Regions from separate parts of the Mus musculus genome. Here regions 1, 3, 4, 5, 6 and 7 are each linked to region 2. A link is a contact called in public Hi-C, HiChIP or PLAC-seq, Micro-C and promoter capture Hi-C data. All regions are on one chromosome and are shown on one strand. Each heading gives the region's core, a stretch centred on a gene start, on an enhancer-like site or on the middle of the called end of the contact. The rest is flanking DNA. Distances are from core to core; before and after follow the strand shown. Region 1 has its middle 13 kb from the start of Nrg4. Region 2 holds the start of Ireb2 (iron responsive element binding protein 2). Region 3 holds the start of Cib2 (calcium and integrin binding family member 2). Region 4 has its middle 24 kb from the start of Ube2q2. Region 5 holds the start of Dmxl2 (Dmx-like 2). Region 6 overlaps Idh3a (isocitrate dehydrogenase 3 (NAD+) alpha). Region 7 holds the start of Tmem266 (transmembrane protein 266).

Region 1 (3,958 bases), core at 577-3,076, 430 kb before region 2:
CTGACAGAGCGTAAGCAGCTCCAGCTTCAACAGAGTAAAGGTACTACGAGTTGTGACTTTAGACCCCATGGCTATTGAATCACAACAGTAGCCCTGGCTTTGTGGGGCTGGGTATAGTGGAATAGACCTGAAGGTACAGAAACCTCCTTCTCCAGAGAAGTGAGGTGCCATCACAGCTAGGACCATGAGGGAGGGGCTAGTTCAGGTATTGGGGAAGTTATGAATGCTTGAATGAAGTTATGACTAACTGATGAATGGATGTCATAGATAATGTGATGTCTTAGGTGAGTGGAGTCTCTTGATCTTTGGTGGAGGGCACTGCATTATATTATATGCATTATGTATAGTGCTCTTGAGATGCCGATGCTTCTATTCATGTGTAAAAGAGGCGTGGGATCCTTGGGTGGCCAGGTGCTGGCCCAGCAGTAGTACTGGAGGAGCAGTAGCTCTGGAAGTCTGATGCTCCGTGCTGTGTGGGGTTGGGAACCATCTCAGTTCAGCCCTGGAGGTATGATGTGTTGGTTATCAAAATGGAAGACCGAGAGCTCTGCCATAATGTGGCCCCAGGGTAGGGCACAGCAGTAGTTCCATTTAGGTTGAAGTACTACTTGGCGGGCATAGCATCCGGAGCCTCAGCAATGGCCATTTGCACCAGGAACGGGACATGTTTAAGGAGTGGCTCTAGTTCCTAGATGGTACAGCTCAGAACTAAATTGAGAGATGAAGCAAAGCATCAGCTACTTTTCGCTCACGGGGTCGGTACCCAAGGACTGAAAGAGTCTTTGGTAGATAATCCACCATGGTAATAGGGCTGCTGGATGCGTTTCCTTATCTTTTGTCCCTTAAGGGGATTGCTTCCTGCTTTCAGGCTGACTCAGACAGGGTGATGGGTACAAGCACAGGGTTTCCTTCCCTTCCCTAGGTGAGTGCCCTGGGTTTCTGTGTTCTGCAGGATTGCTGTTGCTGCCGCTGCCACTGCCGCATGATTGTTCATTGTTCTTTAGTTATTTTGGTTGACATGCAGTTCTTTATTCATTATTTGGATTCGTGTGGGGCAGCAGTAAGGATGATAGGAATTTTTGGTCAGCCATCTTTCTGACATCACCCTCAGAATTCATGCTCTGATGTTAATTCCACAAGATGCCATACAGCATGGAGTGCTGTAAACATTCAAAACTGCAGTCCACCTAACAGGTTCAAATGGCATTATCACAGCCTGGGAATTCTTCACAAACACAGCTTCTCAGACTCCTCACAGAACTTCAACACCAGAAGATCGTGGGATGGGTGGGGATGCTATTCTGTTATTTAATGGCTCCCCCAGTATTTTTGGTACATGCTGGAGTCTGAGAACCATCACAACATTCCAATTCCTTATTTTAGAAATGTTTTGATGCTATATACTATGTGTGTGTGTGTGTGTGTGTAATCTCAATAACTTAACTGTTATAGGTATATGTTTATGTATATGTTTATGTTTGTGTATGTGTACGTATATGTGTATACATATGTATATATGGCTCCTTTCTCTCATAGTCTTTTTGAACCTTTTCCATGTTGTGTGTCTCCATTTGTTCCTTTTTATTGACTTCAGTGTTCCATTGTGTGAACGTGGCAACTTTGTTTATTCATTCTCCTGTTGATTGACATGTTGGGTTTTTCCAGTTAGGCAATTTGTGAATAACGATTTCCTGACCATTCATTTACACTTCTCTTTATGCAGACTTGCTTTAAAAAAAAAAGTTTCCCTCGGTTAAGTATATGGGAATGCAATAACTGACTCGTACACCAGGTTCATTAGTTATCTAATGTTGCATAACAAATACCCAGAGGCTGAAAACAACCAAAGTGCATCATCTCTCAGCTTCATGAGATCAGGAACCCTGGGATGACTCAGCCAGATGGTTCCAGCTTAGAGCCAATCAAGGAGAGTAGAGCATGCTTGTCTCAGGGATCACATGAGCTAGACTCTATTTCCTAACATTCCTTGCTGGTAATAGCCTTGTGACAAGGCATCTGGCTTTCCTCAGAATAAAACAGCCTGAGAGAAGAAAAAAAAATGTAACCAAGAAAGAAGCCATTATGCCTAAATTCCAGACTTGGAAATCTATCTGATCATGTGTTGGAAACTAAAAGCGGGGAGGGACCCTGGGGAAGAGGGGGAAGGGGAAGACCCACACCCCGCCAGAGTTCTACCTATGCTCTGGTCAGTCAGGCATGGGAGGGTTACTATCTACCTTCCACTCATCCCCGGGTGGGCATCTAAGCCTCTGACCCACTCTTCGGGTCAAAGCTGCAAGGGGCAGCCCTACCTGGGAGTCCTGGAGCTACTTTGCTAAAGTCACTGGGGTTATGGGAGAGAGGGATGAGGGAAGAGAGGTTCCCAACATGGTGAGAGTGAGTACAGCAGATCTTGATGAGCAGAGACTCTCTATGGTTTTAGAGCTTTATTATAGAAAGGCAGGGGGAAAGAGAGAAGGTAGAAAAGAGAGAGAGGAAAGGCTAGAGAGAAAGAGTAAAAGGGAGAGAGGTGAGGAGAGAGGAGAGGAGAAGACAGAGAAGAGAGAGGAGAGAAGACAGAGAGAGTAAGAGTAAGGAGTAAGAAGTAAGAGAGTGAGAAGTAAGAGAGCAAGCGGGGGCTGAACAGCCCTTTTTAAAGTATTATGTCCTATTTTATTGTTGCTAGGTAACTGGGGAGGAGTTTAGCCTGAAGGTCAGAAGCTTGGGCCATTGCATGCGTGACTTCTAGCCATGCTTTTCTTGTGAGGCTGGGGGGGGGGGGGGGGGGGCGGGCGGGCGGTAACTTAGGCAGGAGCCAGAGTTCCAAGAGACATGAGAGAACTCCTTCTGTCCCATGTAGATGAATTATCACCACAGAGTCCCAGGGTTCAGACTTCAGCTCAGCTGGAGACCAGCCTGTCTGTGCATAGCCCAATTCCCCACAATCATGCTGTCCTAACCAATCACATTTAGGGGGAAAGTTTGGACAGGTGTGAATTCTAAGAAGCAAAGTCCATAAGGATCCATACTGTTAGCTTCCTCCCATAGTAGTTGATTGCTTAAATTTATAAGAAGTTTCAGTCTTTGGTTAGCTCCTTACTACATACTCCCCTCGAGAGCGAGAACTGAGTCATGTCCTTGTGCATGTTTGATATGGACAGACTTTTACTGCTATGCATTCCAGCAGAGCTATGGGCTCCATTCTGGCTTTAAAGTCACCACTGTCTGATGACTGTGTTTTTGAACATTTTCATGTGCTTATTAATCAGCTGCTCAGATAGCTTCCTTGGTAAAATGACTTCACATTTTTCCCATTTTAAAACTGAGCTGTCTTACCACTGAATTTTTGGAACTCACCATACATACATGTTAGATGTAAGTGCTTAACTAGATATATAATAGAAAATATTCTATCTTCTCCCAGCTTGTGGTGTGACCTTTGGTTGTCTTAATAGTTCTGTATAGAGAACAACAGTTTTTATTTTGATCAAATCCAATTTATCATTCTTTTCTTTATAGTTCATTACTTTTGTTTGTTTGTCCTTTGAGATGATATAGTGCTACTATGTAGCTCAGGCTGGCCTCAGTGTGCAGTCTTCCTGTTTCTACCTCCTGGATGTTGGCATTAGAGGCACCATCATACTTGGCCAGTTCATCTTTTGTTCATCCATTGTTTATTGTTCTTTTTTCATGTATTTATGTAATGTATGTATGTATTATGTATTTGGGGGGTGTAGGTGGTGTGTATGCCCATGGCACAGTACACATGAAGAGGTCAGAAGACAACTTGCAGAAGTTGATTCTCTCCTTCCACTATGTGGGTTTCTGAAATCAACATCAGGTCATCAGGCTTGGCAACAAGTACCTTTATCCACTGAGCCATCTTGCTGGCCCTCTTTGTTGATTTTCTATCTGAACAATCTGTCCATTGTCCACAGTGGGGGGAAAGTCTCAGACT
Region 2 (3,455 bases), core at 642-3,141:
AGTTAACACACACATTCAGTCACTATAGATTATGATGTTCTCTTTTAAAAATAAGATTAGCTTCTGGGGGGAGGGGAGGAGAGGCAGCATCTAATTAACTAAAAGTTTAAAGAAGAAATCGAGGTATGGTTTCTATTGTTCTCAACCAAAAGTCCCAAAGGAAGTTTTATAAAATGTCTTCTGCTCACCTTGACCAATGCACTGTAACTACTAGAAACTAAGCCCACGAAAAACGTAAAGCAACATTACCATACTTGGTGCCGCCAAGTTTAGGTACATTGAAGAACTTCTTCTGTGAATTGCCATTTAATGTTTCAATAAGGTACTCAAAGGTGTATCCTGGAGAAGAAAAAGAACAAATGCCTTTCATTAAATACATTCCATCAAATACATTAAGTACATTAACTACAGTTACCAAGAACCTTATTCAAAGAGAAAACACCCAAACTTTTGCTCAGCAGAACTCTGTGTGTGATGGAAAGCTGATGGGAATATTGCACATTTGCATTACCCTGCGGGGCAGCTACGAGGGCCACCTTGAACCATGGAGGCAGTGATGGAGGTGCTGACTGTCCCATACCACAGACACAAGACTCGTCTCCACGGGACTGCAAGGGGACAATTCTAAACCTCGACTCTTGTCAAACAGAAACTAGTGAGACAGACAGCTTTCTACCTTGCCTGTTGACACAGGGTGTTGTCACTGTATCCCAGAGTGGACTTAACCTCACTGGGCAACCCAGGAGAGCCTGCAAGTAGAGGCAATAATCGCCCATTCTGTCTCCTGAATGCTGGGATTACAGCATTACCCACCCAATGGCTTTTCAATCTTAGAAATGTTAAATGTCTGCAAAGAGACCATAAGAATGGTTTAAATGATGTACAAGCATTCAGAAATCGTGCCCTGAACATGCTTAAGTACAGAGATAATGCTTTGACAAAACCATTGTTAGAGGTTCAAAAGGCAATTAAAAATCCAACAACAGAACACTAAAGATGATTTTTAAAGTGACCATCAAAATATCTAGGTAAACTGGCACATTAGATTCTACTAAGAGATATACCCTTAATGGTTATGCACTAATTGAATATGCCCCCACTCTCAGTGTTGTGAGAAAGGGTGAGGTAGATAAAAATTCATTATGCGGCCTCATTACTTGGATGGGTGAGACCCTTAAACATTGCTCTAAGATCTTCTTCCAAAACCAGAAAAGACAAGCACAGTCCATTCAGAAAGAACAGTGTTTTTCTTTTGTGGAGGGAGGTGGATGGGGGAGGAGACTGCAACAAATGATCTGGGAACCGGCTAACGTTCAGCCTCGACAGCCCCTCCACTTCCAGGAGCAAAGAAAGGGAGATCCCAGGATGCTGGGTAGAAGGATCAGCCAGCAGAGTGAAAGCCAAACAAGGGAGCCAGGTCTTCCGACACTCAATGCTCACAAAAGGGGGGCGGGCAGAGAAAGACGTGGGCTTGTCCCTGCCCCAGCAGTTCCTCCTGGGGGCCTGGAGGCTGCAGCCAACAAGCAGCGGGCCCCGGCCAGGGGCGGAATTAGCGCTCCGCTGAAGAGCGGGACGCGCGGGCGGGGACGCCCGGCCTTCGCGGCCTCCGCCCCGAGGGGAGAGAACGACCAAGCCCTGAGGGCCCGACCGCCCCCCCGGGTGACCGTAAGCAGAGCACAGCGAGGGCCACGGATGTACAGCAGCGCACGCCACCAGCCGCCAACGCTAAGGCGGCGGCCGGGAACTGACCTGCACTTGGGGAGTCCATCGCCGGAGACCATATTATCCCTGCGGGGAGGGGGCCAGCGGGGGAAGGAGGGGGAGGCCAGGCCGGGAAGAGAGGGAGGAAGACGGGCGGACGGGCAGGGGAAAGGAGGAAGGAAGCAGTCTCGCGCAGGCACCGCGAGAGCCGCAGAGCTGGCCCGGGGTCCGCGCTCGCGGGATTTGCCGGCTAACTCTCGCGAGATCCTCGGACCGGCGAAACAAAGAAAGAGCGGGGCGGAGCCAGCGGGTAGGCGGGTCTCTGCGCAGCCTCTGTTGTTCTCCAGAGCTGGAGGTGGGGGGGCGGAACCCTGGGAGGTTAGTAACTTTGACAACGGGACGCCATAGGTTCCGTTACTTTCTTGTGGGCCCAAAAGTATACCGTGAGGTTTTGAGGTCCCGCGATGTCTGCAGGACTGTCTTGTAGGAAAGAGCCAGGATTGGGACTCAAGTTCTCCCTGCATGGTAAAGCCTTGTGTTAAGCCGTGATGTAATGAGGCGCCCACTCGTGCATTCTCAAGAGAACAAGGCCGGGTTAATGGGACACATAGGCAATCGACTAATTGAATGAATTAAAATGTCCATACTTTCCTATAACTTCAACCTTTCTCTTCCCAGGAGCAGTTAAACGTGATGGTGTCCTAAGTTTCTCTCTGGCCCCGCCAGGGAGAGTCCTTATGTCTTCCCTGTCTTGTCTTTTGGTTAGCGGACTCTTTGGAGTTGTCTGGTTTGCCCTTTTCTTCCCCACTCCTATCCCTTCTCAGACTGGTTTCCACTTCCAAAAATGCCTGTGATAAAGGTAGGCATAACTATTTGCTAATACCCCAGCTCTTGCTTTAACTGTTTGTTTAGTATGTTTGCTAAGACAAACTGTATTAGCTTCCATAATTCCAAAACTATTCTGTACTTCCTGGCCTCCAAGCCTGCTTCATCCCAGTCTCCTCTACCAGGGCCTTTCTCTGCCCAGCTATTAAGTGTACTGTCATTAACTCTATCTCGTGACATGAGCTTTGCACCAGATTTCATTTCCTCTGGCTCATTCATCTGTCTATTGGCTCCAGCTATCCGTTCATAAGCTGATGCTCTCTAGCCTACCTACAACTCAAACCCATCTCCTAAGCTTAGAGGAATATATCCTAACGCTTGTTACCACAGGCATCTCCTATGCAAAACCACCACCACAACCACTGCCACCCAAGCCAGTGACTGAGTCCTTATGTGTCTGTCACCTACACCAGCGAATGCCACCGCCTAAGCACATACCAGCACGCTATCCTTGGCTCCTCTCTTCCATTACTGTTTAGAAGTCCACTTGATCCACTGGCTTCCTGACCTTAACAACTGTGACAGTCTTCTCAGAAAGTCTCAAGGGCATGACTATTCTCGAAATCATCTCCATGAAACTGAAACAAACTAGGAAGGACACAGTAACCAAACTCACATACCAAGAAACTGAGTCTGGATTTGCGATGCATTCAGATGGAAGCAAGAGCTCACGTATAACTTCATTGTTCACGAGGCTGAACTGAATAGTTCTGCTTCTCTTGAAACAACACTCCTGTACACCGTTGGCTAACCCTTACTCACTCTTTCAAGACTTGGGCTTTTCTTTTTATGTTTTAAAGATTTATTTATATGTGTATCTCAATGTTAGTGTATGTCATGTGTGTGCAGGTGCCCAAGGAGGCCAGAAG
Region 3 (3,472 bases), core at 666-3,165, 300 kb after region 2:
GCTGGAGAGTGAGATGGCTCAGCTGTTAAGAGCATTTACTGCTCTTTCAGAAGATCTGACATATCTGCCAGCTTATAGCAGTCTGTAACTCCAGCTCTAGAGACTGTAACATCCTTTTCTGGTCTCCACTGGCTTTCACCTACACATGGCAGGCATATAGATGTAACATACATAAAAATAAATCTTAGAAAAAAAAAAAGGCCTGGTGAGATGGCTCAGTGGTTAAAAGCACTGACTGCTTTTCCAGAGGTTCTGAGTTCAATTCCCAGCAACCACATGGTGGCTCACAGCCATCTGTAATGGGATCTGATGCCTTCTTCTGGTGTGTCTAATGACAGCAACAGTGCACTTATTTATAATAATAAATAAATCTTTGGGCCAGATTGAGCAGAGACTGAGCTAGCAGGGCCAACCTGAGCAGCAGAGGTCCTAAATTCAATTCCCAACAACCACATAAAGGCTCACAACCATCTGTACAGCTACAGTGTACTCATATACATAAAATAAATTAATAAATAAATCTTAAAAAAAAAAGAGGGCTGGAGTGATGGCTCAGCAGTTAAGAGCACTGACTACTCTTCCAGAGGTTCTGAGTTCAATTCCTAGAAACCACATGGTGTCTCACAACCATCTGTAATGGGATCTGATGCCCTCTTCTGGTGTGTCTGAAGAGAGCAATGGTGTACTCATTAAAAAAAAAAAAAAAAAAAAAAGAGTAGAACAACACGGCCCCAAAGTGATGTAAGCCAGGCAAAACTGGACAATACTGGTATGTCGCTTTTGTTTGTTTTTTTTTTTGGTGGTGCTAGGGACTGAACCCAGGGCCTCATGAATGTTAGGCTAGCTCTCTGCCACTACACTATTTCTCAGCTAAATTGCTTTTAGTTACTATATTCTGTTTTCTGAGATATAGTCTCATGTACTACAAGTTGGCCTGAATCAGCTAAGGATAACCCTGAACTTCTGATCTTCCTGCCTCTGTCTCGAGGGCTGGGATTACAGGAGACCATACTCATGTAGCTAATCTCAGTTTTGGCAGCCCATGATGGACTTGCCTCCCAGCGGAGCCACCAGGAGCCTTTGACTCAGGTTTCATGCAGCCCAGCTGTCCCAAGAATAGACAGTAAGGACAACTCCATTGCTAGTAGCCTTCCTTGTGGGCCACTGATAGGTCCCAGAGTTGCCAGGACTCCTGAACTTCCGTGTGTCTGGAGGGCTTTTCCTAGCGGTCACCTTGATGGGGCGGCTGAAGATAGCCAATCGTTTAGGAGGGTATTGGTTAACCTCCTCTACCCTGCCTGCATTATTAAATTTCGTGAAGGCCTCACTTAGCAGAGTGGATGTAGGGAGTGATCTAGTTACTTTCCTTAAGGTCTTGAACCAACTGAGTAGTGTAACCTATTGTTACCAGAGCCCATTCCTCTGCTGAGGTAGAGTTTGCTTCGTCTGTTTCCTTTTTTAAAAAGTTATTTTATGATTTGAGTGTTTGACTGCGTGTATGTCGGCTTTTTGAGGATGGACCTGACTTGGGTAATCCCGCAAGCTCAACAACACACCTATTCTCAGTCTAGGATCAGAGGCCGGAGGATTGTGCCTGTTCTACCACACTAATCCATGGGATTTTCAGGCTCACAATCGCCAGGACCGACCCGGGGTGCCAGTCAGTGTGCTGGTTGGAACGGGAGGCGCACTCAGTGTCCAGTAGTCAGGCGGCCCTATGAGGCCACCGCTTGGCCACCTCAGTGTGCTGCAGCAGCATAGACTGAGCAGGCCTCTGTCTCCAGGGAGAAGTCACCTCTCGGGCCCCGCCTCCTTCCACCAGGCTGCGCCTCCGCCCCAATCCGGCCCCCGCCCCCGCCTAGGCCCGCCCCGCCCCCGGCCCCGCCTTTGCCTCCCAGCCCCTGCACCCCTCCCACTGAACTGCGGGACCCAGCGGAGCGGGCCAGGCTAGGCTGGCGACGCTGCCCGCTCCCGGGCTGGCAAGGGCCGCGGGCACCGGGCTCGGGGCTCCAGACGCCGCCGATGGGAAGCAGCACTCGAAAGGGCGAGAGACGACGCCGCGGCCACCCATACCATCGCGGTCACCATGGGGAACAAGCAGACCATCTTCACTGAAGAGCAGCTGGACAACTACCAGGTGAAGCCGGCGCGCCGCGGCCCCTGTAGTCCTCCTTTTTGTCCTTTTCCCAGGCCTCGCAAAAGCGGACTCACAGAGGTTCAAACCCTGCCGCTACCTTCAGCGCGCAGCGTCGCCTTAGGTGGATGACTTCCCCTTGACGAGCCTCAGTTTCCCAGGCCCGGGAATGTTAGAACATTCCAGTTAGAGTATTCTGTCAGATGCGCCTCACCCACCCCGTCTTCTCTTCCTTATTGACCTTCTTTCTGCCCTCCCAAGCTAGACCCCAGTCATTTCTTCCAGCCCACTGGGCATGACCCTCATCCCAGAAAGGGCTTGGTGTAGGGGGAGGACAAGAGGCCCCAAATGCAGGTTACAGGTTGGGGTGTGTTGTTTATATAACTACGTACCCACATCTCTTAACCTATTTTGTGATCCTAGTAGCCCTTTCACCCCGGATTCTTCCAAGTTCAGAGCTAGCTGTCCATATCAATGATCTCACAGCCCCCAGCCATGTGAAAACTTTTCTGTAGGTATGCGAGGGAACCTTATCTCCGGGCTGGCCCAGAGTCTTGCTCAGTTGCTTTAGCTCACCATGTAATGTCTCCGGACTTTCAGGGAACAACAGCTGTGGAGTCTTCTTTTTATCGCCTAATAGGTTAGGAGTGTTATGTCATATGTATTCCTATCTTAGATGTGTGCAACTTTTGTGAATATTCAGTTAGCGTGGAGCGGTTACCTCCAGTGTGACCCAAGTGATAGGATATGTATTGAGAAGAGCTCTAGTGGACAGGGGAGGTCAATAGCTCTTGGTTTGACTAGAAGGTTCAGAAAGAGTGCAGAGCTTGCATGAGGACTTGGGAAGTCAGGATTTTTTTTTCTGCCAGAAAGTTCTGGAAGGAGGCGTTTTAAGTGGAGGTAGATGCAGGCAAAATAGCCCAAACCCAGGAGAGAAGAGTGGTCTGGGGAGAGTGGGGAGCCTGCATCCCCATTAGGACCAGCCCGGCATTGGGTCAGACCCAGTCCAGTGTTGAGTTCTGATCCTTTGCCAGGGCCCAGCTAGACCCTGCCAGGGGAAGGAGAGCCATGAAACACGAGAGCCCCACATCTCCTTTCCTCTGGCTCTCTAGCATGCCCAACCCGGGCCGCATGGGGGCCCCAGGGTTACATTCCCTTTTCCAAGTAACTCTGGGCTTCCTGGAACTTCGCAGTCTGGTGGTCTTCCCTCCCTGAGGCCAGATGCCCGGTTTCCTGCTCGCCAGATGCCCCTGCAAGATGCCCAAAGTTTCGGCTACCGCCCTGGCCACGTATGTGCATGGCACACTCCTCTCTCATCCTCTCACGTGCCTACGCAGG
Region 4 (3,684 bases), core at 986-3,485, 260 kb before region 2:
AGGTTGCTAGCAGAATGCTGGCTTCAAGCAGCTAGAATGAGGGTCTTAAAGCCCTCACCCACAGTGACACACCTACTCTAAAAAGGCCACACTTTCTGATAGTGCCACTCCTGGGCCGAGCATATGCAAACCACCACAGGGATGAAAGCCTTTCTGTTGCACGACCACCCAGTCAGTTGCTCTTGCTTGGTGATTTTGATGCTGCCATCAGAACTGCTGGTGGCATTCTGCAAACACATCTCAGGTTTTACACAGGCAGGAGCTTCTCCATTAAGAGAGACACTGCCAGGGTACAAAGTACAGGAATATTGACCTCTTGAAGTAGTGGCAAGCTGCTTTCCAAAGTGGCTACACCAACTCATACCCAAATGTCAGTGTGAGCGGCCTTGGGCTCTGTGCACTCTGATGTGTCACACAGCAATGAAAATATAATGAAATATAGTGGGAAATATAAACCTTAGCAATGGCAGTAGGTGAAAAAGGCAAACTCCCCAAGGAAGGAAAGGACCACATTCTTTATAAAGCCCAGGAAACAGCTGGGGAGATGGGCTGCATGGCTATACTGTGGGGTTATACAAAGATGAAACAAACAAAACTGTACCACAAGGGACTGGCAGAGGGAGCGTGGCACACCCACCCTCACAGCAGAGCGCCTTGTAGTTCCACATTAATGCTTATAATTTCTCTTGATGTAAAAGGCCTATTCAAAATGCCCAAAAGGGGCTGGAGAGATGGCTCAGTGGTTAGACTGCTCTTCCAAAAGTTCTGAGTTCAATTTCCAGTACCCACATGGTGGCTCACAACCATCTGTAATGAGATCTAATGTGCTCTTCTGGAGAGTACTTACATATAAATAAATAAATAAATAAGTAAATAAATAAATAAATCTTTTAAAAATATGCTCAAAAGATGGAAGCAATCTGGGTACCCACGATGGATGAAGAAACAAAGGCATTCATTCATACAATGGGATGTTATTTGTCCATAAAAGGGGAAAGGATTGTGACATACTACAACAGGGACAGACCTTGAGGATACCACACTAAGTAAGTATACTCACAAAAAACCACATCCTGTCTGACTCACCTTATCTGAGATGTTTAGTCAAACACAGAAAAACAGAGTGTCTGGCAGGTCAGGGAAGAGGGCTCAGGAGTTATTTAGTAGGTAGTTTTAGTTTTGCATGGTGAAGATGATTCTAGAAACTGTTTGCTTAGCACTTTTAGTGTATTTTATACCATTGAACTGCACACTTGAAAATGGTCGTAGTGGTATGATGGTCAGCCTTCCATTTTTTCCCCTGTATTTATTTGTGTGCATGGTGAGGAAGGGATGACTGCATGTCCACACACATGTGGAGGCCCAAGGCCAGTGCGAGGTGTTTTCCTATAGCATTCTCTACCTTTAGTTTTTGAGACAGACTCACTCATGGGACCTGACACCCATCCATTTGGCTAGGTTGGCTGACCAATGAGCTTGAGGAAGTCTGTCACTCTTCGCCCTCACCCTACCTCAAGGCTGAGGTTACAGGCATGAGCTGCCATACATGTCCCGGAGTCTCCAAAGTCAGGCCCTAATGCCGGACTGGCAGGCGCTTTGCTGAGTCATCTTCCCATCCCAGCTTGTCAAGTTATAGTAAAATCCCGGAGATGATCACCTTAAAAAAACAGGAAGTTCATCCTGGCTCAGAGCTTTGTAGGTTTCAGTCGGGAAACCTCATGGTAGTCAGGAAGCAAAAGAGACAGGGAGGACAAACCACATATCTCCTTCAAGGACATATCTGCATTGACGAAACTTCCTTCCACTACCCACCCCCATCTTAGAGTTTTATGTCTCCCCAAAACACTGTAGACGAGGGACCAGGTCTTTAACATAATGGACCTTTGGGAAATATTCACACATATGAGCCTATGGTGGCCATTCTCACACAAACCACCGCAGAATATATTAAAATGTGTCTATATGTATCAATAATGAGGTTCCATCATGAACCAGGTCACTACTCAAATCCAGTTCTCTGTTAGTAAAGTGGGAAAAAAATATCTGCTTTCAAAGATCTCTGCCAGAAATTATGAACTATTTTAGAATTTTCAGTAAAGCTGAAAACATCATCTGTAATAACTGTTTCCTCCTGTTACTTTCCTAAAGCTCCAATTTAAAGAACCCTCCTGGGGCTGCAGCTATGGCTTGGTGGCAGAGTACACACTTGTTCAATTCTCGGTACCAAGCAAACAAATACACAGCCCTTCCAAGAACAGCTGTGCATAGAACCTGAGCCAGGAAAACTCCTGTTGCAAGTTCAGTGAGATTTCTGGCACTTAGAAGACACAAACAAAATTTGCTCACTAGTTTGGGAAGGAGTTGGCTCTGCTGGTAAAGTACCACACAAACACGAAGACCTGAGTTTGGGACCTCAGCAGCCACAAAAAAAGCTAGTCAAAGTGATGCATACCAGCTCTGGAGAAGTGGGGACTGGCATTTTTTTCTAGAGCTGGCAGATGTTTGGTGCATACTCCTGTCTCCAAGCCTATGCCCATGGTAGGCATTGCTAATCAATCACAGAATAGTGCACCAGTAAGCCTGGTCTATTTTAGAATCCTTTCTTACATAGTTCTCTATGCAGCCATTCTATCAGAGCACAAGATAAACCTTATTTGCACCCTCTATGCTTCAGTCAGGAGTCTCTAGAGCAGTAGTTCTCAACCTGTGGGTCCTGACCACCATGGGGGTCGCATACTAGATATCCTGCATATCAGATATTTATGATTCACAACAGTAGCAAAATTACAGTTATGAAGTAGCAGCAAAATAATTTATGGTTGGGGTCATCATAGAATGAGGAAATGTATTAAAGGGTCATAGTGTTAAGATAAAAACCACTGCTTGAAAGAACAGACTGATATATATATCAAACAAATGAGACTTGTCCTAAGTACTGCCATTTTGTTTTCAGACTCAATTTGATCATATTAAATATTTTATCATACTAAATTGATAAGATAAAATTAAGTTCAAGTTCCTAGACTCTAGGGGACCTTTCCATATGGCTATCCAATTTTCTCCTTATTCTTTTGTTCCCCAAAAACGTAATGGTTGTTCCTAACCACTAAAGAACAAATTATTCTGACTGATGAAAAATTGTAACTATAGCATGGTACAGATGTTTGTGGGGTTCAAGCTTACAAACTCTATAACAACGTGGCTCAGGGGGTCACAGTCCAGCTCCCAAGTCGGTTCTGCAGCCCTGATCAATCAGTAGGTGCCTGAGTACAAGATATTTTTGTTATCTGCTTAAATACTAAGATGAATGTGTGCAACACAGTTAGCTCCCGAGTCTGTGCTGTTGCCCCTGACTGGTCAGTTTTTGCTGCCTAATTCAAATAAAGATCTTGCTTTGCTGGACTCTTGTGCCTGTTTGGGTTGTTTCGGAGTTTCAGACCCAACAATATAGGTGGTATATGTATATGAATGTATATGTGTGTATATATATATTATCAAAAGGGGATTTATTAGAGTGGCTTACAGGCTGTGGTCTGACTAATCCAACAATACTGTGTCCTGACAGAAAGGCCAAGAACACAGCAGTTGTTCAGTCCATGAGGCTGGATGTCTCAGCTGGTCTTCAGTATTCATTTGAATCCCAAAGAAATAGGTTCTAAAACCAGGAAGGAATGGCTCAGCAGC
Region 5 (3,900 bases), core at 821-3,320, 360 kb after region 2:
TTTACTCTTATATGTCAATAAAGTTCTACAATCCTAGTACTAGGGAAAATTAAATACTGACCTTAACTTGAAATGTCTATGGAATCTAGTAAACAAACACACAGCATAGACAAACATATTATTGGGGGTGGGTTATGAGTGTCACAAAGGAGGAAGCCATAAGGTATTTGGAGATAGTCATGGTGTCTCAGATCAGCAAGGGGAGGAAGGCATTACAGAGAGTACAAAGAACATGAGTCAAGTCAGGGAAGAACAAAAAAAACCCTAGAATGCTCTGAAGAACGGCATTGATTCAGGGGGGCTGGAAACTAGTGGGTAATAGAACAGCCTGAGCTAAAACAGGGAGATTAGGCAAAACTAGATTGAATGGATTGTCAAACAAGTTGAGGAATGTGGACTTTTAACTTCTAGGGAAAGGGAGCAACTACAGATTAAAATGGTTTCTCCGGGGCTGATGGCGTAGCTCAGTGACAGAGGGCTTACCTAGCTGGGGCCAGGTCCTGGCTTCGCTTCCCAGTACGCCCTAAACCAAACAGAGACTGTTTCTCTGGATGGATTGGAGAGAGAATGTACTGAAGACAGCACATGGGCGGCAACTAGGGTAGTTAAGCGAGAAGCCGTGAAGGCGGAGCCACAGGTAGAGGGCTGGGGAGCCGGTGAGGTGCATGGATTGTGAAGAGAAATGGATGGGTGGAGGTGGGGAGTGACTCCCCCCCTCCCCGAGATCTTAGCCTGGGGGTTTATGCCACTATAGATGAAAAGGGATATGCCTTAGGTCGCTGGGAATTAGTTGATTACTGATGCTGCTTTCCCGGAACAGTAAACATGCGGAATCTGCCTCCATTCTCCACCCTCGGCACATTCACCTGATTATACATTTCAGCTGAGAAGTAGCAGATAGCCTTTAGGACAGGCAGAACAAAATCTGGGCTTCTCAGTGGATTCAGTGTCTCGAAAGCCCTGGACATAGAGCCCCCCTGGGTGCGTGTATTTCTTGTTAACTATCATATCTTTCCCCTAACTGATATACCTGCCTCAAGCATTGAACTTAGTGTCTCCCCCGTACATTTTACTTTCTAGCTCTCCTAATTTCTTTATTATAATGCTTTATTCCTAGTTGCTCCTAGCCTGTCAAAATTGAATCCAGGGACTCATTACTCTATGTCCTCAGAGAGATCCTTCCAGCCCCCTAGTTAACATATTGTAACCTCATCGATTTTTGTATCTTTTGTAAGCCTTGTGCGTGTTTGGTCTTAAATTTTCCTCGTTAACCTTTGTTCCGTGCCGCGGTTTCTTTTCTACAACCTGAGCTAAAAATCGCAAAGAATTGACCCGGTGTGTGTGTGTGTGTGTGTGTGTGTGTGTGTGTGTGTGTGTGTAGTGGGGGCAGGGATCTGATTTCAAATTAGCAGACAGCCTGGAAAAGCAGGCGATTCTGCGACTTCATGACATCATACCCTGGGGGAAAAACACTTTTAGATAGAGGGATCACCGGTCTCTAGGGGGACGTGTGAGAAAAAGTGTGAGCACAACAATTTGCTGTCGGGGGAGTTCAGCATCCCTTAAAGGCTGTAAGATGCTGCATACTTTAAAGTAGACAGAAGGACCTTAAGATCATGGGATTGCCCAGTGATGGTAGTGTCCTTCCCCTGAGGTCAGCGGTACTGACCAGCACGCGCTGTCCTCGAGAGACGCTTAAACACTTAGCAAAACAGGCCGGCCCCCTGGCCCCGCCCCTGGAGGTCTGGGCCCCGGGCTCCCAGGGAACTCCCGCAGGTCTGCGCGCGCAACCGGCACAGAGGGTCCGCGCGTCGCGGCGCGCGCAGTTGTCCTGGAGACGGTGGCGCGCGCACGCGCACGCGCGGCGCCGAGAGCGTGGCTTCCCGTGTGAGCGCGTTCTTTTGCCTGCGCGCCGCGTCCCCGCGCCGGGCGCGCGCCGGCCTCTCCCTGGCGCGCGGCGTGACGGCCTCGCACGCGCCCCGCTTGCGCGCTCTCCGGCGCCGCCCCCGCCTCGCACGCGCCGCGGCCCTGCGCCCGCACTGTGCGCCGGTGCGGCAGGCCGTGGGAGCATCCGGGCATTTCCGCAGCCGAGCGGCGGTCGGGCTGCGGCGGCCGGAGCCTCTCATGGCCGGGCGGCGGCCGGCAGACGACAGGCGAGCGGGGCGCTGAGTCCCGAGGACGCACAGGAAGAGCGGCTGCGGCCGGGCGCGGGACTCGTCCTCCTCTGGCGCAGAGCTCATTCCAGCCGGAATCCCGAGATGCATCTGCATCAGGTCCTCACCGGGGCTGTCAACCCTGGGGACAACTGCTATTCGGTGGGCAGCGTCGGGGACGTCCCCTTCACGGTGAGCAGAGCTGGGGCCTCCCGTAGGGCCGTGAGCGACGAGCCCACCCACGCCCCCTGGGCTCTGGGCTTGGGCGGGGGTAGGGGAAGGATGAGGAATCACCGCCCTCGTCCGCCCGCCCGCCCGCCCGGTGAGTGCGCGGGTGGCGGGGATGGAAGGTTCGGGGCAGCCCCGGGGTCTGCGGTGCCGGGAGGGAGGTGTTGGCAGCGGCCGAAGCCCGGGGCGGCTTCCACCTGCTCCTGGCTGGCAGCGAACGGTCTTGGTCTCAGGGTATGGAGGCGGTGCTGCTCCCTGGCCTCCCGAGCTGCCTGCGGCTTTAAACGCGCCCTCTGTATCTCCCTAGGTAGAATTTTAGCATACGGGAATAGAAAAATCCGCTCTCTCCCTGAAAGAGTTAGAATGGAAGTCACCTTTTCATGAGTGGCCTGTCTTATCTAGCTCAGGGTTCCGTTTCGGTAATCCTTTCAGGTATTAACTTAATCTTTGCAAGCTAGTTTTTTTTTTTTTAATTTTTTTAAAGCCTGAAGCAGTGTTACATTTTAAGACTTTCCTTGGGCGTGTGATAAAAATGTATGTAAACATAGCGTTTTGGAAACCAGCACCTCCCTACACGACATAGTCAGTTTCTCAGCCAGATGGGTGGGATTCATCAATCCTTTTTTGAGAAAAGGCTGATAAAATCAAGCTCTCCCAGAGATTATTTTGTAAGATTCACACGGATTAATAATGTTTTTTATATTAAGTATATACATGGTCCTTCTTAGAAGGAATTGTATTAGTGAGACCTCTATTAAGTACATATTGATAATCATTATGCTTAATTAAATTGGATATTGCTTAGTAATATGCTTTTTAGACAACGGGAACCATTTGATTTGATGTCTACAGCAGCATGTTTGTAAAACTGCAGGAAAAATTACAGCAAAACTGCAGAATCATTATGTAGCACTGCATTCTGGAACACTTTATCTGTTTTTAATGTTTTGTGATTCATTTAAAAAAAAAAACCTCAACAAGGTTGCTTCTTGGCCTTAATAATTTTAAGATGTAGTCAGCTCAGGTTTGTTCTAGTTTTGAAAGAATACTTTTAAAAATAGGGTTGTTTGACATATTATTCTTTCACTAATCAGTGGTGCTGAGTTTGCTACACATGTGACTTAAAACATCAGTCTAGGGCCCTGTGACATGGCTTGCTGGATAAAGGTGCTTACTACCAAACCTAGAGACTTGAATTCAACCCCCTCATGACTCACATGGTGGAAGGAGAGGACAAACTCATGCCAGGTTGCCCTCTGACCTCCATATGCTTACTGTGTATTCAGGGTTGCCCCTCCCCCACAATGAAAATCGTTAAAAAAAAATACCAGCCCAATAATATTAACATAGGCTGGAGCTTGGTCTTTAAGTGTGTGGAGGCTGTTTGGAGAATAGAGAGAGAAAACACACACACACACACACACACACACACACACACATAACCTTTGTGTCTTTCAGGAAAGGAGGAGGACCTACCGTAGGATCATAAGAGAGTTTCCTTCAAGAAATAAATCTGGAT
Region 6 (3,535 bases), core at 897-3,396, 260 kb after region 2:
ACCACCTATTTCAACAGGCTAAGCTAAAATGCCCTAAGGTACCTGACCAGGAAATACGCAGAGAATGCAAACGCCTCAGTCAGTTCTTAAGTTCTTTATTACTGTGAACCCAAAGCCACTGCTAACCAGAACAATCCAGTGAGACAGGGAAAGCAGCAGTTTTAAAGTAAAATACACAGAAGATTGTAAGTCCAAATAAAAGCTTTAAAAAAATGACCCAGACAGGGACATCTGTTGTTAAGAAATCCCCTTGGGACCAGGGTACATTATGCAAAGCCACGAGTTTGCAAACTAGTGCAAGGGCTAAGGGAAGACAGCTTGGCTTTGGTGTGGGCCAAAGGCTAGGTTCATGCTGTGGAGCAGAGGCTGTGGGAAGAATGAGGGGCAGAACCTGATGGTCAGCAGCTGGTAACACAGGCCCCCGCTTGGCCTGATTTGTATGAGCGTGGGCTGAGTCAGCTCCACCTCGGCAATTAAGTCTGTAATGGGTGCTACTGGGGCAGAAGGCAGTGACTGGTTGCTTTAGGGAAAGTCAAGGGGCAGCCAGGCCTTTCCAGGGTCACCTGCAGCACTGGCTGGAGTGTGGCCACGTGGGAGGGGATCTGCAGTGGCTGGCTCTCATGGCTGACAGCTCGCAATGCTGACGATCTGTCTAGTGAGGAGTGATCTCCCTTATCTGAAAGCTCTTCCCCCAAAATAGTGAATCTCAAGGTAACAAAAGAATCAAATACACAGAGAGCATCCGGGGCCTTGACAAGGATTACCGATGTAGTAACAAAATTACATCATTCATTATGGATTTCTTGGAGCTTACATTTTTATTAATAGTAATTCATGTATAGGACAAATACTTTATTTCCATATTTTTAAGAAATATACCATTTTTTTGCTGTGAACTTTCCCAGTAAATTTCTTTTGTACCCATTAGTATTAGAATAATGTTATCTTGTGCGATTGTTAAAACCCTGTTTTATTCCCAGTTTGTTTTTCATAAACCAAAAATCCAGGGCTTTTGTTAAAAAGTTAAATATCTTCTCTTATTAATTCTGTATCAGAATATTTACAGTTGAGGAAAATGATTTTGCCTGAAGTGTAAAATGGGTTAACAATGATAAATGATACAGTTCACTTACAGTTTACAAAATAAGGTTTACCAGACGGACAATAAATACAACCAGCACTTGGGAAAACCCTTTGAATGAAGGCCTGGGGCCATCATGTGCATCCATTGCAAGGGTTTTGTTAAGAAAAGGCCAGATTCAAAAAACGTACTCTGTCAAGAAGCAAGCAAACCAATGGTGGGCGCCCTCAAGGAGGATTACAGGGTATCCTTTTGGAGTGATTGACTGACTGCAGCAAATCCACCAGCAGGAGTGCTAATCTAAGTCTTTGACTCTACGACAGATTTCTTCTGTGAAGTCAGAGCACTTCGCGTTGCCTCCCAGATCTTTTGTTAAGCTCTGAGAATAGAAAGAGAAAAATAAACATTCATCACCACACTAAATTAAAACAAGGACATTTAAAGCACTCAGTGAAATAGGAACTGAGCAAGATACTAACCAGTCTACTGATTTCAGGCAGAGGTTCGATCACACACCACCTACCTACCCTGCGAGGCCTGGGGAAATCCCATGAGGTGCGTACCGAGAAACACTCCCAAGTCAGGCATGATGGTGCACTGCTACAACCAACCCCAGCACGGAGGGGCTGAGGCACAAAGATTCTTGCACACTCAAAGCCAGCCTGGTCTGTACATAGAATTCCAGGCCATCCAGAGCTAGACAGCAAGATCTTGCCTGTCTTAAAACAAGGCAGTAAAGAAACCACTGAAATGGCCACTCCCTTAAGGGAAGGCTCTTATTGTAAATAAGAAAGAGACGTTTCCAGAGGCACCTGGAAGAGTCCAGAGCAGAGGAAAAAAGGAAACATTGTGGTCATGGCCAGGGCTATCTTTGAGAGAAGAGAAGTAAGAGAGAACAGTAGAAATAGTAAGAGATGGGGGCAGGAAGAGTGAGTAGTGCAATAAGGGTGGCAGGCAGAGGCAGGGAAACAGGGAAATGGTATCTGGGAGGAAGGAGGCCAGGAAGTGAAGAGCCAGGATGCTCTGTGAGGGCTTTGAGATGTAGAACAGGCACTAGTGAGTGGGCTGAGGGACTCTGAGATGTAACTACAGGAGTGAGTCAGTGGGGAGCCACGTCCTTTGCAAGCGCCTGAGGAATGAATGCTGGCTTTTATCTAACCACCAAAAATCCTTCCTTGGACTCATTGCTGCCTGGATATACAGACCTAAGAAACACCTCTCAAGAATAAGACTCCTTAGAGAGCAGGATGGTAGTCCAAACTCTCCCCTTTGTTCAGACTATTGACCAAGAAAATACTGATTGGTTATGGATAGTTACATGAAAGCAAATCTAAGCATAAAATATGTGGGGAAATTTTAAAGCTAAGAAAAAAGATCATAAGGCCTCTTTGGTCTATTTTGGTATTTGGAGGCAAGCAGCATGACAACATTTACACAGTTAATCCTAACTTTCCTCTTTAGGAGAAGTCTCTAGGGTGACCAATCTGTTTTCTAACAACTCGTGTTCTCTTTACTACAAACAGACATCAGTATGTTAAATTCCCTCTTGCAGCTATGTCCCACAGAACCAGGAGACTCCTGTGTAAGTCAAGCATCTCCCGGCTCAGCTCTAGACTGTTACTTCCCAATACAGGCTTGGGATAATAACAAGAGCTCCTGCCCTCAAAAGTGATGTCAGGCTGTTAAAAACAGGTTTTCATTTCTTGTATTTTGGCCATAAGAAGTAATCCTAAGCTGTAACTTTCAGAAAGGAGCAGCTTTGAGGCACTACTTTAAGAATAACTGACCAGACTGTAGAGCTAACACCAGTGCAGCTGAGTGGGCCTGTGCCTGCCTCTGGCTCTCACACTCTTTCTGCTGTGTTCTGATGCCTGTTAGTGTCTCTTCATTCTTTCAGAGGAAATATTTGGATTACGGCCCCCCACCTACTGTCCCCTCCCCCACCCCAATGCATAGGTGCACATTAGCACCTCTGGTTCCATCGGGGAGTGCACATTAAGAATCTCTATCTCAGGATCTGGGAGGCAGAGGCAGGTAGATCCCTGTGAGTTTGAGACCAGCCTGGTCTACAGAGCGAGTTATAGGACAACCTAAGCCTACACAAAGAAACTCTCGTCTCAAAAACAGATTCAAAACAGCCGGGGGTGGTGGCGCACGCCTTTAATCCCAGCACTCGGGAGGCAGAGGCAGGCGGATTTCTGAGTTCGAGGCCAGCCTGGTCTACGAAGTGAGTTCCAGGACAGCCAGGGCTACACAGAGAGACCCTGTCTGGGAAAAAAAAAAAACAAAAAACAAAAAACAAAAAAACCCCCAAAACCAAAAAAACAAATTCAAAACAAAACAAAACAAAAACCCGTGTTCAACATCAGATCTTTCTGGGCTCTGTTCTCTTTCCACAGAAGAAACACATTTCAACCAGCTTGTAGTTGTGTAGATTTACAGATACCTTTCCAT
Region 7 (4,036 bases), core at 1,108-3,607, 460 kb before region 2:
TTCTGCTCAAACCAGGCTCATGTCCAAGGAAAACAGCTTTTAGAATTTAGAGTAAACAATTTTATATATCTCACTTACTGTTATCTATCATAGCCAGTGTGTGCATCATTAAAAGCTGTGTCTTCCATATGATGTGCTTTCCAGTTAATTCTCTAAGTTCAACCATACCTTTCTCACTACTAGCTCCATTGCACAGCCTGAGTATAAAATCTAGCAACTCTGTTAGGTGAATTTTCCATTCACAAAACTATAACAGCTTGTAAGTCCATGAAAACTGCTACAAATGTGTAACCAAGTCCAACACCTGAGCTGTAAGAATGCACTTGTGAAAAGAGAGATTACATATATGTGTGTGTGTGTGTGTGTGTGTGTGTATGTATGTATATATATCTCCATAGTTAAATGGATACATTCTAAGAGCTTTTAGTGAATAGTTGCCATGGTTGTAGACACCAGACTGTGCCACATGGCTGACATGGAGTCATTTACCCCCTCATAGCACCCACAAGTGTGACAAGACAGTGGAGTGACGACCAGCAGTGACAACAAGAGATGGTGCTCAAACAGGTAGGGCAGGGCGAGGGTGTGAAGAGTACGCCAGCACCCACATGATCTGTAGGTACTTTGTGGGTTTAAACTGAACATAATTGATTATGTGAGGTAGTTTTAATGCAGGATGCCTTGGACCCTGTGTTTAAAAATAGGCTCAGTGTCACCACAAAAGAAATTACACGCGGTGCCACTCATGAACACCAGTTTCTCATCTTGGAAAGCCACAAAATTGGTACGGGATCTGTGAAATGGAAAATTGCATCAGGGCCTATGCGCTCACACGTGAACCCGATCTTAATGAAAAGACGGATGGGGTAGCAACACTGAAGTTGAATGCTGAGCCCCCAGCGTCCTGCAATCTGCAATCGGGTGTGATGCAGATGAACTGGATCTTTACCCTGCTCCTGACTGAGCGACCTTGGGTAAGTCAGTTAACCCCTTAAGTGCCAGCTTCTTCATCTCCAACACAGAGATGACAGCCTTGCAGTGAAGACCCAAGGAAATGAGCCACAAATGGCGTTTAGCTCAGCACTGGGTCCCTACAAGTACATCTCCTGGTTTAATGTGGTACCACAGTCCAGCTGCTGGACCCCCACAGCTTGCGAGTCATTTTCATTTTGTGCTTCCGGCTCTTTCTGTTCTTTTCACTATATTATTCCTGGGGGAGGGCCATAGGGAGCAGTTACATACAGTCCACTTTCCCCACTCTTCTTCACAGCCAAGTTAAAGCTAGGGAAATAGATAATATACCCTGAAGAGAAACCCAGTGCTTAGAATATGGTGATGTATGTATATGGAATATAAGTAAATCATATTTCAGTCTAAACTATATAATGGAAAAAATGAGAATTTATTTCAAAAGAAAGAATTGGCAGGCAACACATTTAAAGAGGATAGAATGGGGTCTTACGGACCTCATTATTTCAGTATTGGTGACTATGAAACAGAATGGAGTATGGGGTCTGACTTCCAACAGGTGGCTAGCTTTAATCGGCTTCAGATGCAAAACCGCGATGAGTCTGAGTAAGCAAGACTCAGATGCTCAATTCAAGGCCTCCTATTAACAATTTAGAAAGAATTTCTTTCCTGGGTTTAAACCTCCCTGGCAAGTTAGCAAGCAGGGAACTGTCTGCACCTGTCCTCGGAACAGTACGCCAGGCTGACATGAAACCCTCCATCCTTTCCAGACCGTCCATCCTGCCGCTGGGGCACCTAGCGACAAACCGGGGAAGCCCACTAGGAAGTGGTCACGACCAGCAAAGCCACAAACCCCTAGGGTGTGGGATTTCCACCTCTACACCACGTCTGAAAACCGAAAATAGGCGTCCACTTGCTATACTGCAATGGGATTCCCCTTAGAAGCAAACCTCCCGCACCCCCAGCTTTCATGTTTTATTAATAAATGCAAGATGGCACACAGAGGCAAAGAATAGGAGGGAAGGCATCCGCAGCTGGACCCGAACCAGGACAGTTTGCAAAAATAAATAAGAAGCATGTGACAAGCAGATCCCCAGTCTGGATCTGAAGACCCCGTGCTCCCCAGAGGATGGTCGTCCGGCTCCCCAGCCCGGGACATGAAGGTCAGCTGCAGGATCCTAGTCCTCCAGGGCAGTCACCCTGCAAACCACGATCCGGCCCCTACCTTTGCCTCCCTCACCCGCCCGCCCGGGCCACAGCCGGGGAAGCCCCGGCGGCTGCCGGCTGCAAGAACACGTACCTGCTGCCGGAGCTCAGGATTCGCTCTGCTCTGCAGCGCCGGGCCCGCGCTCCCGCTCCCGGGGCTCCCCTCTCCGCCCCCCCACCCCCCCGCCCCCTCGCGGCCCCGCCGCTCCCTCCGCCCCTCCGCCCACCCCGCTCGAGCGCGCGCGCACGCGCTTTCGGGACGGCGGCTCTCCCGGGCCCGCGCCTGCGCTCTCGCTGCCCGCTCCCGCTCCCGCTCGCGCGTTCCGGAGGCTGCAGAGGGGCCGCGCGGCTGTCTAGGAAACTGCGACCAGCGGGGGCCGCGTGTGGGCAGTCACCCCCGGCGAAGGGCAAGCGGGCCTCGTGGCGCGGGTGACAGGGGGCAGGAGCTCGAAGCGGAGGCTGGCTGGTGCGGCCGAGGGCGGGCGGGCGCCTGCGGTCCCACGGTACCGCCCTGGGTGCGTTTTCACACACTGTGCTGTGAGTAGCGGCGCGCAGTGTCCTCCGAGGTTTCTGCCTGCCGCCCCTGGTGTGTGCATTGCCCCAAGGAGCCTTTGAAGGCATTGCCCACCCCTCGGTGGTCCCCATCACATTCTCACGTGACAGATACACTGTGCGTGTTGGTCATGTATTGTAAATGAAGAGTTTTCTGCCCTTGAAGCGCCTGTCCCGATTGAGAATGCCTAGAGTAGACAGAGTGACTGAGCAATCTGGGGGTTTAAAAAAAAAAAAAAAAAGCCTCACGTGTGAAAAGGAAAAAAAAAAAAAGCTTACTGCTGTGAACAGTTTTTAAAAACAGTTTTTTAAAAATAGCCGCTTTCCTTTGGGGTTTTGGCCTTCTTATGTTAGATACTTTAAAGATCGGAAACCCTTCTTTCTCTAGGGCACAAAGTTCCTGAGTGACTTTGGGGTTCTCCCCCATTGGCTTCCCCTCCAGAATAATCACTATTTGGTTAGGTTCACGTGGCCTTCAGGAACGCCTGCGACTTTCTTGCCTTCTCTTCCACTAGCAAAACGGTAGAAATTAGAATTGAAAGCTTTAAAACCCAGACCATACATAGAACCGCCTGAAGGGCTCGGATCGGTTTTTTAATAGATACAGAAATGTCTAGACAAGGAATGTACATGGAAAAGTATGTCTTTGTTTAGTCCTCACCTACCAACATTTCTTAACCATCTGTAATGTCTAATTTCGGGGGGCAGGGGGTCCTTGGAGAAAACAGTTGTAGAAGTTATTTGGCTTGACAGGATTTCCCCCTACTGGTTCTAGGCATAAATAGACTGGAAAGTAGAAATGCTGTCCTCCCTCCATACTACCTCCCCGTGACCCCCCATTTAGTAGAACTACACTTAAGTTTCCTTAAGGGCTTTGAACAGCATTCATGACAGTGTTTCGCTGGTTAGCCATCTGGCAAAACATTGAGATACAAAGATTTCCTGAATTAGACTCCAATAACAAGCACAAACAATAATCCCTGGAATTAATGAGATTGCATGAAACTAATCACTCCCCACCCCTACCCCATGTGCCAGAAAATCAAGAGGGAGGAGACAGACTACCCTACCGAATGGGAGACATTGTTGGAAAGAAAGAAAAGAAAGAAAAAAGAAAGAAAACTCTCTCTCTCTCTCTCTCTCTCTCTCTCTCTCTCTCTCTCTCTCTCTGTGTGTGTGTGTGTGTGTGTTGTTAGTGGCTGAATCCACTCCAAGAGTTGTCTCCACTAGATTAGCCTGTAGACATAGATTGATGTTGAAGGGTCCAGCTGTGCCTTCCCACACTGTGGGCGGTGCCACCATTGGGTAG

The links. Promoter capture Hi-C pulls out the DNA fragments that hold promoters and counts their contacts. A called contact is a pair of places that touch in the nucleus more often than the background predicts. HiChIP or PLAC-seq counts read pairs in DNA pulled down with a chosen protein or histone mark. Capture Hi-C pulls out chosen DNA fragments and counts their contacts.
Region 1: a contact with region 2 is called in an H3K4me3 HiChIP or PLAC-seq map of bone marrow-derived macrophages, with 2.1 times the contacts expected there. The contact joins the enhancer-like site here to the promoter of Ireb2 in region 2. A contact is called at or near these places in 6 of 39 promoter capture datasets (the 3T3-L1 cell line, the C10 cell line, cranial neural crest and 1 more), 1 of 484 Hi-C or Micro-C datasets (cortical neurons) and 3 of 115 datasets of contacts at active chromatin or transcription factors (bone marrow-derived macrophages, large pre-B cells and neural tube).
Region 3: a contact with region 2 is called in a promoter capture Hi-C map of pre-B cells, with 4 times the contacts expected there. The contact joins the promoter of Cib2 here to the promoter of Ireb2 in region 2. A contact is called at or near these places in 9 of 39 promoter capture datasets (3T3-L1-derived adipocytes, cranial neural crest, embryonic stem cells and 6 more), 1 of 115 datasets of contacts at active chromatin or transcription factors (bone marrow-derived macrophages) and 1 of 9 other capture datasets (liver).
Region 4: a promoter capture Hi-C map of liver shows a contact between it and region 2. The contact joins the enhancer-like site here to the promoter of Ireb2 in region 2. A contact is called at or near these places in 5 of 39 promoter capture datasets (the 3T3-L1 cell line, hippocampal neurons, liver and 2 more), 8 of 115 datasets of contacts at active chromatin or transcription factors (the 230-238 cell line, bone marrow-derived macrophages, embryonic hindbrain and 4 more) and 1 of 9 other capture datasets (embryonic stem cells).
Region 5: a contact with region 2 is called in a Micro-C map of embryonic stem cells, with 5 times the contacts expected there. The contact joins the promoter of Dmxl2 here to the promoter of Ireb2 in region 2. A contact is called at or near these places in 1 of 39 promoter capture datasets (neutrophils), 1 of 484 Hi-C or Micro-C datasets (embryonic stem cells) and 1 of 9 other capture datasets (pancreatic islet).
Region 6: a Hi-C map of adipose-derived mesenchymal stem cells shows a contact between it and region 2, with 4 times the contacts expected there. The contact joins the enhancer-like site here to the promoter of Ireb2 in region 2. A contact is called at or near these places in 4 of 39 promoter capture datasets (the C10 cell line, HPC-7-derived erythroid cells, neutrophils and 1 more), 2 of 484 Hi-C or Micro-C datasets (adipose-derived mesenchymal stem cells and muscle stem cells), 1 of 115 datasets of contacts at active chromatin or transcription factors (memory CD8 T cells) and 1 of 9 other capture datasets (liver).
Region 7: a promoter capture Hi-C map of adipose tissue shows a contact between it and region 2. The contact joins the promoter of Tmem266 here to the promoter of Ireb2 in region 2. A contact is called at or near these places in 6 of 39 promoter capture datasets (the 3T3-L1 cell line, cranial neural crest, hippocampal neurons and 3 more), 2 of 115 datasets of contacts at active chromatin or transcription factors (bone marrow-derived macrophages and embryonic forebrain) and 2 of 9 other capture datasets (adipose tissue and liver).

The regions. Positions count from the first base shown.
Region 1 is chr9:55,294,384-55,298,341 of GRCm38.p6, reverse strand. No RefSeq gene overlaps it. Among named protein-coding and RNA genes, the nearest start is that of Nrg4, 13 kb to the right of the region's middle. Within about 2 kb of position 1,826, at least 32 of the 459 cell types and tissues checked have an H3K27ac peak or open chromatin away from gene starts, as enhancers often do. A contact at or near this core is called in bone marrow-derived macrophages, where this site is marked.
Region 2 is chr9:54,862,191-54,865,645 of GRCm38.p6, reverse strand. It overlaps Ireb2 (iron responsive element binding protein 2), which reads right to left and starts at 1,891. Exons shown (of 22, transcript NM_022655.3): 1 at 1,750-1,891; 2 at 250-339. The coding sequence starts at 1,768.
Region 3 is chr9:54,558,633-54,562,104 of GRCm38.p6, reverse strand. It overlaps Cib2 (calcium and integrin binding family member 2), which reads left to right and starts at 1,915. Exons shown (of 6, transcript NM_019686.6): 1 at 1,915-2,137. The coding sequence starts at 2,087.
Region 4 is chr9:55,123,857-55,127,540 of GRCm38.p6, reverse strand. No RefSeq gene overlaps it. Among named protein-coding and RNA genes, the nearest start is that of Ube2q2, 24 kb to the left of the region's middle. Within about 2 kb of position 2,235, at least 57 of the 459 cell types and tissues checked have an H3K27ac peak or open chromatin away from gene starts, as enhancers often do. A contact at or near this core is called in bone marrow-derived macrophages, liver and pancreatic cancer cells, where this site is marked.
Region 5 is chr9:54,499,796-54,503,695 of GRCm38.p6, reverse strand. Dmxl2 (Dmx-like 2) reads left to right here and starts at 2,070. Exons shown (of 44, transcript NM_172771.2): 1 at 2,070-2,345. The coding sequence starts at 2,259.
Region 6 is chr9:54,601,207-54,604,741 of GRCm38.p6, reverse strand. It overlaps Idh3a (isocitrate dehydrogenase 3 (NAD+) alpha), which reads right to left. Exons shown (of 11, transcript NM_029573.2): 10 at 3,528-3,535; 11 at 80-1,460. The coding sequence ends at 1,377. Among named protein-coding and RNA genes, the nearest start is that of Idh3a, 16 kb to the right of the region's middle. Within about 2 kb of position 2,146, at least 31 of the 459 cell types and tissues checked have an H3K27ac peak or open chromatin away from gene starts, as enhancers often do. A contact at or near this core is called in adipose-derived mesenchymal stem cells, where this site is marked.
Region 7 is chr9:55,325,234-55,329,269 of GRCm38.p6, reverse strand. It overlaps Tmem266 (transmembrane protein 266), which reads right to left and starts at 2,357. Exons shown (of 11, transcript NM_172923.4): 1 at 2,270-2,357.